5 separate regions of the Mus musculus genome follow, and regions 1, 3, 4 and 5 are each linked to region 2. The links are chromatin contacts, called in public HiCAR-type and promoter capture Hi-C maps. All regions are on one chromosome and are shown on one strand. Each heading gives the region's core, a stretch centred on a gene start, on an enhancer-like site or on the middle of the called end of the contact. The rest is flanking DNA. Distances are from core to core; before and after follow the strand shown. Region 1 holds the start of Orc1 (origin recognition complex, subunit 1). Region 2 holds the start of Cdkn2c (cyclin dependent kinase inhibitor 2C). Region 3 has its middle 56 kb from the start of Spata6. Region 4 holds the start of Coa7 (cytochrome c oxidase assembly factor 7). Region 5 holds the start of Tut4 (terminal uridylyl transferase 4).

Region 1 (2,700 bases), core at 50-2,549, 1.1 Mb before region 2:
ATCTAGGACCCAGCAGACTATCAATAAATAAATAAACAAATAAATTAATTAATTTAAAAAAATGGAATGGCTCAAAAAAAAAAAAAAAAAACTAAAGAAATCCTTCAGCATCAAGAAAGACCGGTCAAGCCGGGTGTAGTGGCGCACACCTTTAATCCCAGCACTCGAAGGCAGAGGCAGGTGGATTTCTGAGTTCGAGGCCAGCCTGGTCTACAAAGTGAGTTCCAGGACAGCAAGGGCTATAGAGAAACCCTGTCTCGAAAAACAAAACAAAAAAAAGAAAGACCGGTCAAGCAGGACGTGGTGGCGCACGCCTTTAATCCCAGCACTTGGGAGGCAGAGGCAGAGGCAGGCGGATTTCTGAGTTCGAGTTCGAGGACAGCCTGGTCTACAAAGTGAGTTCCAGGACATAGGACAGCCAGGGCTACAGAGAAACCCTGTCTCGGAGCCCACCCCCCCCCCCCCCCAAAGAAAGAAAGAAAGAAAGAAAGAAAGAAAGAAGGAAAGACCGGTGAGCCCTGCGGTGCTGGTGTATTCCTTGAATTCCAGCACTCGGGAGACAGAGGCAGTTCGAAGCCAGCAGTTCTCCAGGACAGCCAGGGCTATTACAGAGAAACCCTGTCTCGGAAAACGGAAAAGAAAAAAGAGAAAAGAGAAAAAGATCGTGTCAGATTTGTCTGTGTCCCGTCTAGTACAAGTCCAGGCACAGAGCAGTTTATATGAATAGTTGACATACTCTTCCAGTATCACCCCCAAAGGGTCCGTCCTTCCTCACTCAGACAGAAGAAACCACCCGTAAGCCGAGACGCGGGCTGCGCGCTGTCGCTCACCTGTAAGTCCAAAACACTCTTCTTTCCAGTACTTTGATTCATAGATTCGCGTCCGGATGATCTTCTCCACCAGATACTGAGGGTTGGTGCCATGGATGCTGTGGGCATCCTTCACTGTACGGTTCGCCATTTTAGAACTCTTTCAATTCTATTTCCGTCGGCTTGCTTAATACGTCACATTCAGTATTTATTTAAAAGAAGGGAAAAAAAAAAAAGGACTACCGGAGGCTAGGGAAACATTAAGGAATCCCTTGCGACCGCGGAAAGCCACCAGCTTCGTACCGGAAGCTGTGGCGTAGAACTCTTTCGCCGGAATACGCACACCCCGCACCAGAGAGGGCCCAAGCAAATTGGCGGAAGTACGTCATGAACCCCCGGGAGGGCGTGGCGAGTGTCCGAAACGCCAATCAGAATCACACTGTGGGCGGGGTTTCGGTTAGTGGCGCGAAAAGTTTTCTCCTGTGCCTTCAGTTCTTAGTCAGCTGAGAGCTGGGACTACGTGTTGTAGCCGTGGTCTCCCGGAGGAGCCAGACCTGGACGAGCGAGCGTCCCCCAGCTACTCCAGTGCCTGGACTGCAAAGCGTCGGCGAGGTGAGTGCGGGTCGTTGTCCACGGACTGCATACACGTGCACCTAGGGCCGTCGGTGCCGGCACCGCTCGCAAGCCTGTAAACCTTCTCGCCTCCCCGGAGCTCCAGGAACACTTCCTGCACTGAAGGAGACCTCGGAGAAGCGGGTGGCGCCGGCCCTCGGTGGGGAGCCTAAGGCTTTGGCTCTCCGCGTGCACTGCTTCTGAAAAGCACTCGCAACCTTTCCTCTGGAACCGCGGAGCTGGTGTTGCTCTCCGCTTTACTGGTGATTCCGCCCAGAGACAGACTTTCTCTAAGTCACTTTCTGGGACTTTGGCGTCTCCTCTCCACATGGCTTGCCCTTAAGTGAGCTTTCATCTCCAATCACTGGAGAAAACATCTAATGGCTCGTATTCTACTTTCTTGGGTCTAGCCTTCTCTTAACAATTGGAGAAATTGGGAGTTCTAAGCTTTGAGCTGTGAGATTCCTGTCACGAGGTCTTTTTAGTTTTCCATAGAAGTCGAATAATCGTAATTATTTTCTACTGTAATGGTTTTTAGACATTTTTCTGTGTAGAGCCGGCTGTCCTGTAGCTTGCTCAGAACCAGGCTGGTCTCGAATTTAGAGACTGCCTCTGCCTCAGGCCCTAGAATTAATGGCATGCACCACCACACCCTGTTTTTTCAGAATTAGATTGGGGAAGGTGCGGGAGGGGGGTTCAAAACAGAGTTTCTCTCTGTAGCCCCGTTTGTCCTGGAACACTTATAGACACACATCTCAGCCCCCTCTCCTGAGAGGCTCCTCCAGACTGTTGTTGCTAATCCTTCCTATAGACAAGTTGTTCCTCTGGCTTCAGGATGAAGTTCTGGGGACAAGTCAAACTTCTTGGAATCCATTGTTTCAATAGTTGGCTACAGTAGGATGGGCATTGGTTTATCATACCGTATTTTCTCTTAGTCTGATTATCTTAGAACAGTGCTTAGCACACAGGCCTCAAATAATATTGGTTGAATAAAAAGAGATACTATTTTTCCATTTTGTGGATTAGGAAATGGGTCCGGTGGACCTGCCACTCTGATTGGGAAGCTGTATATATTACTGTATATAATAAGCTGCCAGAAGTAAATACTATTTTCACAGGTGATACGATGATACATAAGGTAAGGTAGCTTATTGGTATCTGACTGTTCAGACTTAACTTGTACAAAGATAACATCTCCCTTTCATTAGCAAATATTTATTATTGAGCATCTTCTATGAATTTACATTGTTCTGGGGTTACTTTAAAGATTTAAATGAGG
Region 2 (2,700 bases), core at 5-2,504:
GCTTTACAGCTCTGTGAGGAAGATGTTGCGGAGACTTAAAGGACTAGGTCAGCTCAGACAACACCGCGAAAGAAAAAGTATTAGAGAGTAGAAAAGGTATTAACCCACCCTTGTTCACAGTGGTGATTTGAGGCAGAATTTCAGAGTCAGGTCCTTCGCAGAGCTCACTTTCCATCCGTCTAGCCGAAGGGGGTAGTCCAGAGTGCTGCTCGCTCGCTAGCAGAGCGCCGCGCTGGCTGGATGCTGACGTGCTCGGGAGGGTTAAAGACGATCGCTGAGGGCAGACCAGAGCAGCAGCTCTGAAGCCCTCAACTCTCAGGTCTCAACGACTCCCTAGCGGGCTCGGCGTCTTCAGAAGAGCCTCCGGAGCCCGCCCGCCGAGCTGCCGCAGCCCCGCCGAGCCTCAGAGGCCGTGGGAGCCGGGCAGGGCGCGGGTCTCCGGAGGCTGGTGGGTGTGCGGCAGACCCCCGCCAAGCCCGTCATGCCGGCCCCGCCGGGTCCCGGGACTCCCGGCAGCCTGAAGACGGTGCACGGCGAAGGGGGAAGCGTCTATGGGGCTCCAGCCGCTGGGGTAGCTCGCGGCAGCATCGCTCTTGCACCCGGCCAGCTCACCAGTAACTTCCCGCCTACGACCGAGCTAGCTCAGGCTCTTCACTGCAAGCGCTCGCTGAGGGGCGGCCGTCGCCTCTGCCGCTGTCGTTCCCTCCCTTTCAGATTTTCCCGGGGCGTCCGATGATGGGAAGGGTCTTTGGAAGTAGGAGCGGTCGCCACAGATCCCGGGCGCAGCCAGTCCCGCCAACTTCTTGGCGGCCGCCCAGCAGCTCGGGCGCTCGGTGCCACTTGGCCAGTTAGTTCTTGGCGGTCCTCCGGCCTGTGCCCCTATCAGTGCCGCGGACAGGACAGCGGCTGCCAGCCAGTTGGGTTCCGGAGCCGAGGCAGGCTGCGCCGGCCGGTCGCGAGCCGCAGCTGACAGTTTCTTTTGTAGTCCGACTCCCCCAAATCTCTGATCGCCGCTCCCTTCTCCGCTACAGACACTTGCGCGTCTTTCCTTTAGGATCTTTCCCTTCCCTCCCTCCTTTGCTTCTTTTTCCGCTGAAGCAACTGCTGCTACGGTTGCCTCTGAAGGTACTGTGCCGGTTTCTTATCCCTTTTTTCCGACCTCATCAGCTTTTTTTGAAAAGAAAAAAATTGAGCGCTTTTTGAGTTGAAAAACCCGCCCCCATTTTAACGGCAGAGTTTTAAGGAGGCTCCGCCGAGTTAGGGCGCCGCGGGAGCGGGAAGGCCGGGCCCCGCCCACGCCCCGCCCAACGCCCTGGCGGCGCAGTGGCCGGCAGCCCGCTCGCTCCGCCCTCGCGGCCCTGCGCCCTTCTCTGCCCGCGCTGGGCCTGGGTTCGCTGGCGCTCCCGCCTGCCCTCTCGCTTCGCTAGTCTCCCCTGCCGAAGCGGGGTGGGTTCGGCCCGGCCTGGCCTGCTGTTCTGGGGCTGGCTGGAGTGGGAGCCTCTACCGTGCGGGACCCCGGTGGTGGTAACTAAGGCCGCGGGTGCGGGCGGAGGCCCTTAGAGGCTCGGCGGCCCTGCAGCTGACGGGTAGGATCTCCTCTGCTGGAGCCGGGCAGCTCCACCCTCCTCGGCGCTCCCCGACCAGGCTCGCCGAGTTCGAGTGGCCTGGCCCGGGGCTGCTGGACTCCTTTGCTCTGCCACAGGCCTTGGCACCTGTCAGGTCATTGCCAGGGCTGCAGAGGCGACACAACTGACAGCACCACAGGGCAGAGAAGTCTTGTAGACCGAGTTTTATGAGAACTGAAAGCATATTACAAGAAATCCCGACGAACTTCAGGGTCTAGAAAATGTGAACTTCTAGTCTTGAGGGAAAAGGAGAAATGCAATTAACTTTAAACAAAGCTTACAGTGAGTTAGAAAGGTTTTCTAAAAAGGCTATGTCTTTATTGGGGGATTTCTTTCACTCACTACACCGAGGATTGGTTGTTTTTAGGTGGAGGTGAGGATGGTGGTCTAAGTGTAAAAGGACCAGTGCATCCATATATTTCATATTCATCAATTTTCTGTACTTTTCACGTCTTCTTGTAGGCATATGAGATTATTGCCTTCTATACTTTTATGCTTTTAAAAAAACACCAGCATGGTTGCATTCAGTGGTCAAAATGAAACCAAACCCCCCCTCCGCCTCCCCTCCCCCCCAAATATTGGTCTAATTAGAACCAGCCACTGCACATATATCCTCAAGTAACATCTGTAACCCAGTTCCTTGGAGTAAAGTGAAAGTATTCAAACAAGCCAGAGACATCTGGATAGTCATTTAGCAACAGGTTGGCTGTTAGGGAAAATTGGAACTACAAGAATTTGGCAGTGTTTCTTTAAGTTGTTAAGAAAAAGATTAGAGCTAATTTTTGAGGTATCGAAAGCTGAATATTGTGAATCAGGTAACAACAAAGGGGATGAACTTCTTTAAAAATCATTTTAACAGAATATTTAGGATTCCATGTATACTGTATTCCATGTATACATTCTGGGAACTCTGAGTTTTTAGTTATCTGGAAGCTATGATAGGAGATTGGCACTGTTAAAGTGATAACTAGCACTAATACAAATTTACAAACACTGCTTTCTGGAAATTAATGGTGTCTTGCTTGGAGAAAATATGGTAACGAGGAAGAATAAAATTGTGGGCATTCTGTATAAA
Region 3 (2,700 bases), core at 10-2,509, 2.0 Mb after region 2:
TTCTTGCTGGGGCATGAAATTAAGTGCTCTTTCCTGGTTTCCAAGACAGGGGTTTTCAGGATAATACATAAGCTAGTGAAAGAGTCAGGGAAAGAGAGAAACTTTATCATCGATTTTTCCCCTTTACCAATGGGAAATCAATCGTGAGCCTTCAACTCAAGGCTGAACAGAATGTGCAAATGGAATCAGGTCAGCACAGGCTTTCTCTTCCATGGAGCAGAGGAAATCCTACATACCTCTCTCATGAGGTCCCACATGTCCGACCACTCAGTGCCCTGGAAGCCCCTTTGCCCTTCACATCTGCTCAGTGCCCTGGAAGCCCCTTTCCCCTTTTTAAAGTCACAGAGTCATGATGCTGGTGACTTCACTTAAAATAGGTTGCAGTTGTTTCTAGTTTAGGAATGCAGTCTCCGTATTTTCTGATCCAAAGCAACAACAACACACATACAAGCCAGAGGCAAACATGCTGTTGGGAACAATGGGGCAGAAGTTTTGAAATCAGAGTGGTCTAAAAAATATGGGCATTGTGTCTATAAGCTCTCTCGCTCCCTCAAGCCCCAGCATGCAACTTCAGAAAGCTGTTCTGAAAGCTATTTTTCAACTTCCTGGCTAGTTTAATTGAATTTCTAGCTCCTCCAAACAAAAAGTATTGCACATTCATTCCCAAGAACTGCTGTGGTTAAGGTCTGCAGTCCCTGGTGACAAGGATCAGGGGAGGTAAGCACTGATAATCTGCAATGAGAACAAGGTGACTACCAGGTAAGGGGGCTACAGGAGACAAAGGAGCACACTCCAGGCAGGTAGGGAGATAAAAGACAAGGACAGCAGAAGCAATTCCCAAGGGGAGGCAAGCCAAATAGTGTGCATTTTCCTGAAGCTTAAAGTGCCTTTGTGTGATGAATGGGTCCAGGGGAGTCTACTCCCTTCCTGCCTGTGGAAGCAGCAGGCTGAGTCACCATGACAGCCTGCTAATTAAAATGACCTCCCGGAAATGAGGATTAGGAGATAGGGAGAGGGAGGGAGGCTCCAGGGAGATAGGGCCTTCAGCACACAACTCCAGTTAAACAGTCTTTGTGTTTGAGATGGAGATTTTCAAAGTTTATTGCAAAAATCAAGAGCAAAGCTTGTTTTCTCTTTCACATACTGGTTTTCAGAAATGGTAACAAAGAAACATATGTCAGTTTGCTATGAGTGTCCCATTGTGTACATAGCAACCTTCCTGGGTTTTTATTGCCCAAATAAAGTGGTTTGTGCAGCACTTCTGTTCCCCGGAGTGTTCTTGGCACCCTTCCCTCTTGGCTTCCTACTCCTTGGAGGACAACCAGCCAACCCCAAATTAGAATTAATCTTTTGAGGTCAGGGGCTCTGTCAAGATGCACAAGAGTGGCGAGACTTGAAGGCTCTGCAATTCCTGTGTCAGAATGGTGAGGAGCTTAAGAATTCACCTGGCTCAACCGTGAGGCAGCTTTGGAAATGATAGCATCATTTTAGATAATGTGAACAAGGGTGGGTTGCATAAAATGAGACTGCAGCTTAGATGGACTTTCTTCCACACCCATCTCTTGTGGCTGTGCATAGGCACTGTGTTTTTAAAAGCCTGTTGACTGATTAGAACCCAGGTTAAAACTTGAAGACAGGCAATTCAGGTTCTAATTCTGAATTCAAACCGTGCTTTATGTCTTAACATCTATAGAATACAGAACAGTCAGTTTACCTTTATGGATCTCGGGTCTCTCACTTGTAATACCCTTCTCACTCTAACAGTTATGATGATTTGATGAACTTAGGTATGGGAAACATTTGTGCTCATTAAACGATAGCTATGATCACTTGAAAGATGACCAATATGGAGAGGTGTGGGGAAATCACTACAAGGGGAGTAGAAGTGTTTCTTTTTGAGATAAAAGTGGAGGGATGTAAATAAATTAATAGTAATAAAGAAAATACTTGCAAAGGAAAAAAGTTAAGGGTAGAGATGGGAAAGCAAGGTTACAATCTCTTCAATGTTTAAGGGACATCATGGGACAAACGAAGTAAATTTATGCTGTGTTGGCCAGAGTTAATTTGGTCAAATCCCGGGACTACTATTCAGTAAGACAAGCTTCAGCTCATGCTAAAGAAAGTGCTCTATTAAAGAGAGCAGCCAAACATGAGTTCCTTGGAAGGTAGTGAGCGTCTCATTATCAGAGGAATTCAACCAGAGTATGAGTAGAGAAAGAAGGGTTTCCTTCCTTAGGGGAATGCTGGGTTTGAAGCTAGGTGTCCTATAGCATCACCCCTGGTCTGTGGCTCTGGAAAGAAATGACATGAGGCAGGCTACATTTCTGTTAGATAATAGAGTTCACAGTAAAATATCATTAAATACCAGACACAAGAACATAAATTATCTGTGAATTATAGCATATTGACCAGGAGTCATATAGCATGCTGATGTCTTGCATTGCTTAGAGGAATAAATGCTATTTAGGGTATACTATATAGGCTGGCAATGGTCTGCCCAGGGGTTGTCACTGGCCCTTGTGGAAGTCTTGACAAGCTCAGTTCCTCTGTAGTGCTCTTGGATAAGGTCATACCTGTAACATAAAGCTGGTGAAGACGAGCTCTCAGCATGGAGGAGGAAGATAGCCCCAAGCAGACAAGTGAACCAAATGGAGTCTACTGGTCCTTCCGTCTCAAGGCTGTTAGCCGATCTTCCAAGTA
Region 4 (2,700 bases), core at 173-2,672, 1.3 Mb before region 2:
ATGACCTTGAACCCTGACCCCCCTTGCCTCTACCTCAACAAGTGCTAGGATTGCACCATGCCTGTTTTAGGACATGATGAAGACTGAACCCAAGGGACCAGGCAAGTTCTCCAACAGATGAGCTACTTCTTCAGCCTAAATATTATTATTATTTTTTTTTAATAATGGCTTACTGTTTTCCAAGCTATCCTGGAACTCCTGGAGGCCAGGTGGTGTGGCCTCTTCTGAGGCCTGGGCTTGCTCAGTTCTTGGAAACAGAGATTTATGTCTAGTCTCCTGAACTGCCAATGTGAAGCCTGTCATGGAGTCAGCCTGTCTCAGTTATACAGAACAAAGCAAGTAAGCTTCTAGATGTATCCAGTAGGAGTAGGTTAAGGAGGGAGGCTCCAAAGTAAAGGTCAGGCCTTCTCATCCTGGACCATGTATTCTAAGGGCTCCCTCTAGTGATTACAGATATAAACAAGATAAAAAGAACACGGATAGGTGGATGTGGGAGCTTGTATCTGCAACAGTACTCAGTAGGCTGAGGGGGGAGGATTGTCTCAAAGTGAGATTCTATCAAAGGAAAAACAGGAGAAGCCATACATAAAAGTCAGTTTTAGCCAGAGGCTCTGGAGTAACGCAGAGCTTGTGCTATCCTGTGAAAGATGTGTCATGGAACTGCTTTTAAAACCATGAGTCCATTCCCAATCGGCCTTTCCCTTTCTCCTTGCCCCAATAAACCTCTTCGGTAAGATCTGTTGCATCATATGACTTCATAGTGTTCCTTGGCTTCAATCCGCCATGCTGCTGTTCTAAAACTATTATAGTGACCATGTTGTCACTATAATCCCGACCACTGATGTGTTCTAATCATAACTCGCAGTCATATTAATATGGATGATTTTGATGGGTCTACAAAGAATATAGAGATAAGGGCATCCCGTGGCAATTGCACAGATTTATTTATTTCGGTTTTTCCGGCCATATTTGGGACACACAAGGTATTCAAAATGCTTGCCACCCAAATGAACGAATGCTTTCGGAATAGATTTCAAGTTCTGTTTTACGATGCTTCAGAGTACTTGGTGGTGAGCTGCAGCCCAACGCTGTAAGCTTTGGTAAGGCTGGGACCTGAGCTCCCGGCTGTGTCGGCTTTAGAACCGGAACTGAAGAATGTCTGGCTGATCCAGACTACAGGGAGAAAACCATTAAGGGGCAGTATGGCCTCAGATAAACCGACGCAGAAACCTGGGAGAGGGCTGTCCAAAAAGAAGAATAAAAGCCTGGAGGGGTGGGGGGGGTGGGGAGCTACCACCGCAAAGGATGATGGGAAGCGGTAATCGTCTCCTTCCTTCCAACCCGCCCCCGTACTGAGGAGCGCTGACGTCACGCACGCCGCCGGCATGCCCCGCCCCTGGGCTGGCTCACGTAACTGAGGGTGGAGCCACAAAGCGATTTGTGGGAGTCGGAATCATGGCGGGCTTGGTTGACTTCCAGGACGAGGAGCAGGTGAAGTCCTTCCTGGAGAACATGGAGGTGGAGTGTCACTACCAATGCTACCGCGAGAAGGACCCGGAGGGTGAGCGCCAACTGCGCAGCCTGGGACATAGGGGAGGGGAGCGAGCGTGGGGTGCAGTCGTGGTCACGTGGCGGGCCGAGGACGCCTAAGGACCGGGTCAGGGTCACTACGGGCCTGTGGGCGGGAAGTTGTAGTGCATCGGGGGCGGGGCCTGCAGCGGAGGGCGGAGCCCTCAGGCTAGATGCTGTGTAGTCAAGTTTAGGGTGCTAGGACTGGAGGTGTGAGGGTGAAGTAGAACCTCGGTGTACATGTCTTTGAGGGAATCATTTAACATGCAGGAAATAAATGAAATATATGCTAGTAGTAAATGCGAGCCAGAATTGGTTGGCATCTTGCACCTGTAATTCTAGCGTTCGGGAGGCTGAGGAAGGAGGATCACTTAGAACTCAGGAGTTAAGGACTAGCCTGAACTACATAGCAAAACCCGGCCCAAAAAAAGAATTGGAGAGGGAGATTGGAGTGGTGGTCCAGTAATTAGGAGCCCATTTAAAGTTCTAGGAGATCCAATGCCTCTGGCCTCTGCTGCCACCACACCACATGCTCGTATACACACATCCATAATTTAAAATAATAAAAATTAAATCTTTTTTTTTTTGAGACTGTCATTATGTAGCCTTGACTGGCCTAGAACTTACAGTGTAGGCCACGCTAGCCTTGGACTCAGAACTGCTTCCTCTATCTTCTGAGTTTTTGGCATGAGCCACAGGCCTGTTAACAAATTAATAAATTAATTAATTTGTTGAGGTGTTATTCTTTGTGTAGTCCTGACTGTCCTTCTGTTGATCAGGCTAGCCTGAAACTAAGATATCTGCAAGCTTCTGTTTCTCAAGTGCTAGAAGGTGTGGGCTGCCACCATCCAGCACAAAATTTTAAAAAAAAATTTTTTTTTTGTTTTAGTTTTTTCGAGGGAAAAAAAAGTTTTTTTAAGGTAAGTGAAATGTGATAAAAAGAACTGAGTGAAGGGCACTGCCCAATGACATGGCTTTTGAATAAAGCTTTGAAGGAGGAAAGGAACCATTGTAAGTCTTTGCCAGGCAGAGGTAATAAAAGGTCAGAAATTGACTATATTTATTTATTTATTATATGTAAGTACACTGTAGCTGTCTTCAGACACTCCAGAAGAGAGCATCAGATTTCAT
Region 5 (2,700 bases), core at 92-2,591, 1.2 Mb before region 2:
AGCCAAAACAAAAAAATGAACATGTTATTGTGGAAGCTATAAGTCTATTTTTTATTTTTAAAGAGATCAAGGCAAAGACAGGCGGCTTTCTGAGTTCGAGGCCAGCCTGGGCTACAGAGTCTGGCTTTGACCTGGTGATCATCCTGCCCCAGCTTCCAGAATGCTGATATTACAGCTGTAATCTACCACACCTAACATTCGGTTTTCACTTTCATTTCCTCTTCTGTTCTTTACCTTATCTCTCTGAAGTTTGGACACATTTAAAAATGTTTCAGATGAGGCAACTCTGGATTTTTTATTAGTTTGATAATCGCCCCAAGCTGGAAGGGTTGACTGGCTACCCTCTATCCACAGCTCCTGGGTCTGCTGGAGTCAGAGACAGGGGGAAGGGGATTGTCAGAGCATATTTTCTCCTCTGCAAATGGAAGCCATAGTATCTATTGTCACAAGATCATTATGAAGATTAGGTGGTTAAGTGTATGAAGCCTCCTCAGCTCGATGCCTAGAAGTAAGTTGGCAATGCTTGGTCCCTTCTCACTAAGCTTGTTCAGCTTTGGGGATTCTGACGGACATATCATGTGAGAGGTGTTTAGTTCTGGGATGTAGCAGGAAGTCGATGAACTCTGCAGAGACAATTGCCTCTCTGTAGCCTCTTAGCAGCTCTGGTCTGTGAGTCACAAGAAAATTTGTCATTACCTTGTAAATATTTAAGATTCAGCTGCTTCCCTTTATAAAACCCCACGTTTAGTGCCATACACTTTTTCTGCCTAGTAAATATCCACCTCAAGGACTGCAGTTGTGTGATTTGACCAGCTCTGAGTGAAGTAGGAGACTGGTCAAATAATAATCTCGAGGCTTGAGGGCGGGGGGGGGGGGTGTCATTAAAATAAACTAACAAAGCCTTCTAGTCTTCCATGAGTGTAAATTTAAATGAGAGGAAGCTAACACATTTAAAAAAAAAAAAGGAGGAAGGAGGGAAGCCGTTCTTGGTAGTTGTTTCTATGCCCACCTGAAACTAAAGAAATGGTTTTCGAACTATTTCTCAAGATTTCTCTGCTTTGTTAGTCCTGAGGTGATGCAAAACTGGACTGGATGCAAGGGTGAAGGGGTGGGGGGCTCCCTCCTGCTAGCTGCTCGACAGTGCTCAGAAGTCAGGAATGGTCGCGGAGGATTCAAGAAATGCGTGGGCTGTCGGACAGTGACAAGCCCGAGCCTGCACATCTACGGCCTCTCCCTGGGGCACAGCTAGGCAACCTGCCCCCTTTCCCGCCCGGGGGCCTCAGGCAAGGCGCCCGCAGCCAGGGAGCCTGACGTGAGAAGCGCGACGGTGCACGCGACCCTAAGCTCGCCGGCGTCCTCGCGCCGCTTCCCGGCGTCGGCGTGCTGGACCGCAGGACCCTCTCTCTCTCTTTCTCTCTCCCTGCAGGCCCGCTCCAGCCAGCGAGCCGCGGGTAGCTCCGACCCTTTCCCTCCCTCCCTCCCTTCCTCTCTCCCTCGGGGGCCCGCCCGCCCCCAGCTCGGGCGCCGATCGGAGCCCGCGCGCGCTCGCCCGCTCTCCCTCCTCAGCGCGGGTGTGTGCGCGCCGTCCTCCCACCTCCATCCCCTCCTCATTGTTTCCGGGCGACCGCCACGAGCCCCGGAACGAAGCCCCTCCCCCCACGCCCCCCGGTCTACCCCCTCCTCCGCCGAGGTTTGACGGGTGCTTGGGGGGGATCCCCAGAATTAAAGAAGAGGGAGCCCCTGAACCCAGCTCTGGGAGGCTCTGCTCCCCGCCTCCGAGGCTATCTCCTCCCATCCCAATCGGGATCCCAGGCTGGGGAGAGCCTCCGACTCCCCTCCCCCCTCGGCCGGGCGCCACTCTCCCTCAGCCCCCTCCCCTCAGCGGGTCCTCCTCTTTCTCTCGCTCCCTCCTCCTCCCCCTCCCCGTCCCTTCCCCCCCACAATGCAGTTCGCGGCGCGGCGGACATGGCGGTGGAGTCCTGAGCTCGTCGTGTCCTGGCCTCCATCGGCGGCGGCGACGGCGGCGGCGGCGACGGCGACGGGGGCGGCAGCGGCGGCGGGAGGCGGAGGGGGAGCCGGAGCCTCTGAGATGAGGAGGCGTCGCGCGCGCCTGTAGCTCGCGGGCTTCTCAGGTACGGGGCTGCGGGCCGCCGCGCTGCGCGGGCTGCCGAGGGGGTGTGCTCGGCCGCTGAGCCCGGGGGCCCCCAGCTTGTCCCCTTCAGGTGCGGCGCCTCGCAGGTGTCCGCGCCGCCGGAGCGCGTCTCCGCCGCCCCCTCGGGGCCTGGCACTTCCTCCTGGGCTGGAACTGGCTTCTGGTGTCCCAGGGGAAAGCCGAGGGAAGGAGGGAAGTCGAGAAGGCGGCCTGGGCGGCCTGAGGAGGGCTTTGGGGGGCCGACCTTAGGGAAAGCTGGGGCGCCCGTCCGGCCACCGAAACCTGTTGTAGACGGGGTAGGAGTATCTGAGTTAACGGGATTGGTCTAGCCTTCGCTTAGATCCAGTGCGTGTTTGTCTGTATTGTGTGCCTTTCTTTCACCCTGTGTATGTGTATGTATATATACACTTGTAAACACACACACACACAGCGTGTCCTCCCCGCCATCCCCCGGGCTTGTCCTTGTCGGGAGGGAGCAGAGGTAGGTTTGTGTGGATTTCGTTTCCTGCTCACCCGCCGTCTCTGTCCCCCGCCCCCCAGTCGAGAGG

The links. Promoter capture Hi-C pulls out the DNA fragments that hold promoters and counts their contacts. HiCAR-type assays count read pairs that join an accessible place to other places.
Region 1: a contact with region 2 is called in a promoter capture Hi-C map of pre-B cells. The contact joins the promoter of Orc1 here to the promoter of Cdkn2c in region 2. A contact is called at or near these places in 3 of 39 promoter capture datasets (liver, neutrophils and pre-B cells) and 1 of 484 Hi-C or Micro-C datasets (pre-B cells).
Region 3: a contact with region 2 is called in a HiCAR-type map of astrocytes, with 6 times the contacts expected there. The contact joins the enhancer-like site here to the promoter of Cdkn2c in region 2. A contact is called at or near these places in 7 of 39 promoter capture datasets (cranial neural crest, embryonic stem cells, frontonasal cranial neural crest and 4 more) and 3 of 115 datasets of contacts at active chromatin or transcription factors (astrocytes, embryonic forebrain and stem cell-derived neural progenitor cells).
Region 4: a contact with region 2 is called in a promoter capture Hi-C map of pre-B cells, with 2.6 times the contacts expected there. The contact joins the promoter of Coa7 here to the promoter of Cdkn2c in region 2. A contact is called at or near these places in 2 of 39 promoter capture datasets (hematopoietic stem and progenitor cells and pre-B cells).
Region 5: a promoter capture Hi-C map of pre-B cells shows a contact between it and region 2, with 2.2 times the contacts expected there. The contact joins the promoter of Tut4 here to the promoter of Cdkn2c in region 2. A contact is called at or near these places in 1 of 39 promoter capture datasets (pre-B cells), 1 of 484 Hi-C or Micro-C datasets (B cells) and 1 of 115 datasets of contacts at active chromatin or transcription factors (pro-B cells).

What each region holds. Positions count from the first base shown.
Region 1 is chr4:108,578,155-108,580,854 of GRCm38.p6, forward strand. Orc1 (origin recognition complex, subunit 1) reads left to right here and starts at 1,300. Exons shown (of 17, transcript NM_011015.2): 1 at 1,300-1,421. It overlaps Prpf38a (PRP38 pre-mRNA processing factor 38 (yeast) domain containing A), which reads right to left and starts at 1,182. Exons shown (of 10, transcript NM_172697.3): 1 at 831-1,182. The coding sequence starts at 960.
Region 2 is chr4:109,665,502-109,668,201 of GRCm38.p6, forward strand. It overlaps Cdkn2c (cyclin dependent kinase inhibitor 2C), which reads right to left and starts at 1,255. Exons shown (of 3, transcript NM_001301368.1): 1 at 109-1,255.
Region 3 is chr4:111,663,067-111,665,766 of GRCm38.p6, forward strand. It overlaps a transcript of Agbl4 not described here. Among named protein-coding and RNA genes, the nearest start is that of Spata6, 56 kb to the right of the region's middle. Within about 2 kb of position 1,260, at least 76 of the 459 cell types and tissues checked have an H3K27ac peak or open chromatin away from gene starts, as enhancers often do. A contact at or near this core is called in astrocytes, stem cell-derived epiblast-like cells, stem cell-derived neural progenitor cells and 1 more, where this site is marked.
Region 4 is chr4:108,326,730-108,329,429 of GRCm38.p6, forward strand. Coa7 (cytochrome c oxidase assembly factor 7) reads left to right here and starts at 1,423. Exons shown (of 3, transcript NM_027250.4): 1 at 1,423-1,561. The coding sequence starts at 1,456.
Region 5 is chr4:108,458,069-108,460,768 of GRCm38.p6, forward strand. It overlaps Tut4 (terminal uridylyl transferase 4), which reads left to right and starts at 1,342. Exons shown (of 31, transcript NM_175472.4): 1 at 1,342-1,571; 2 at 1,949-2,132.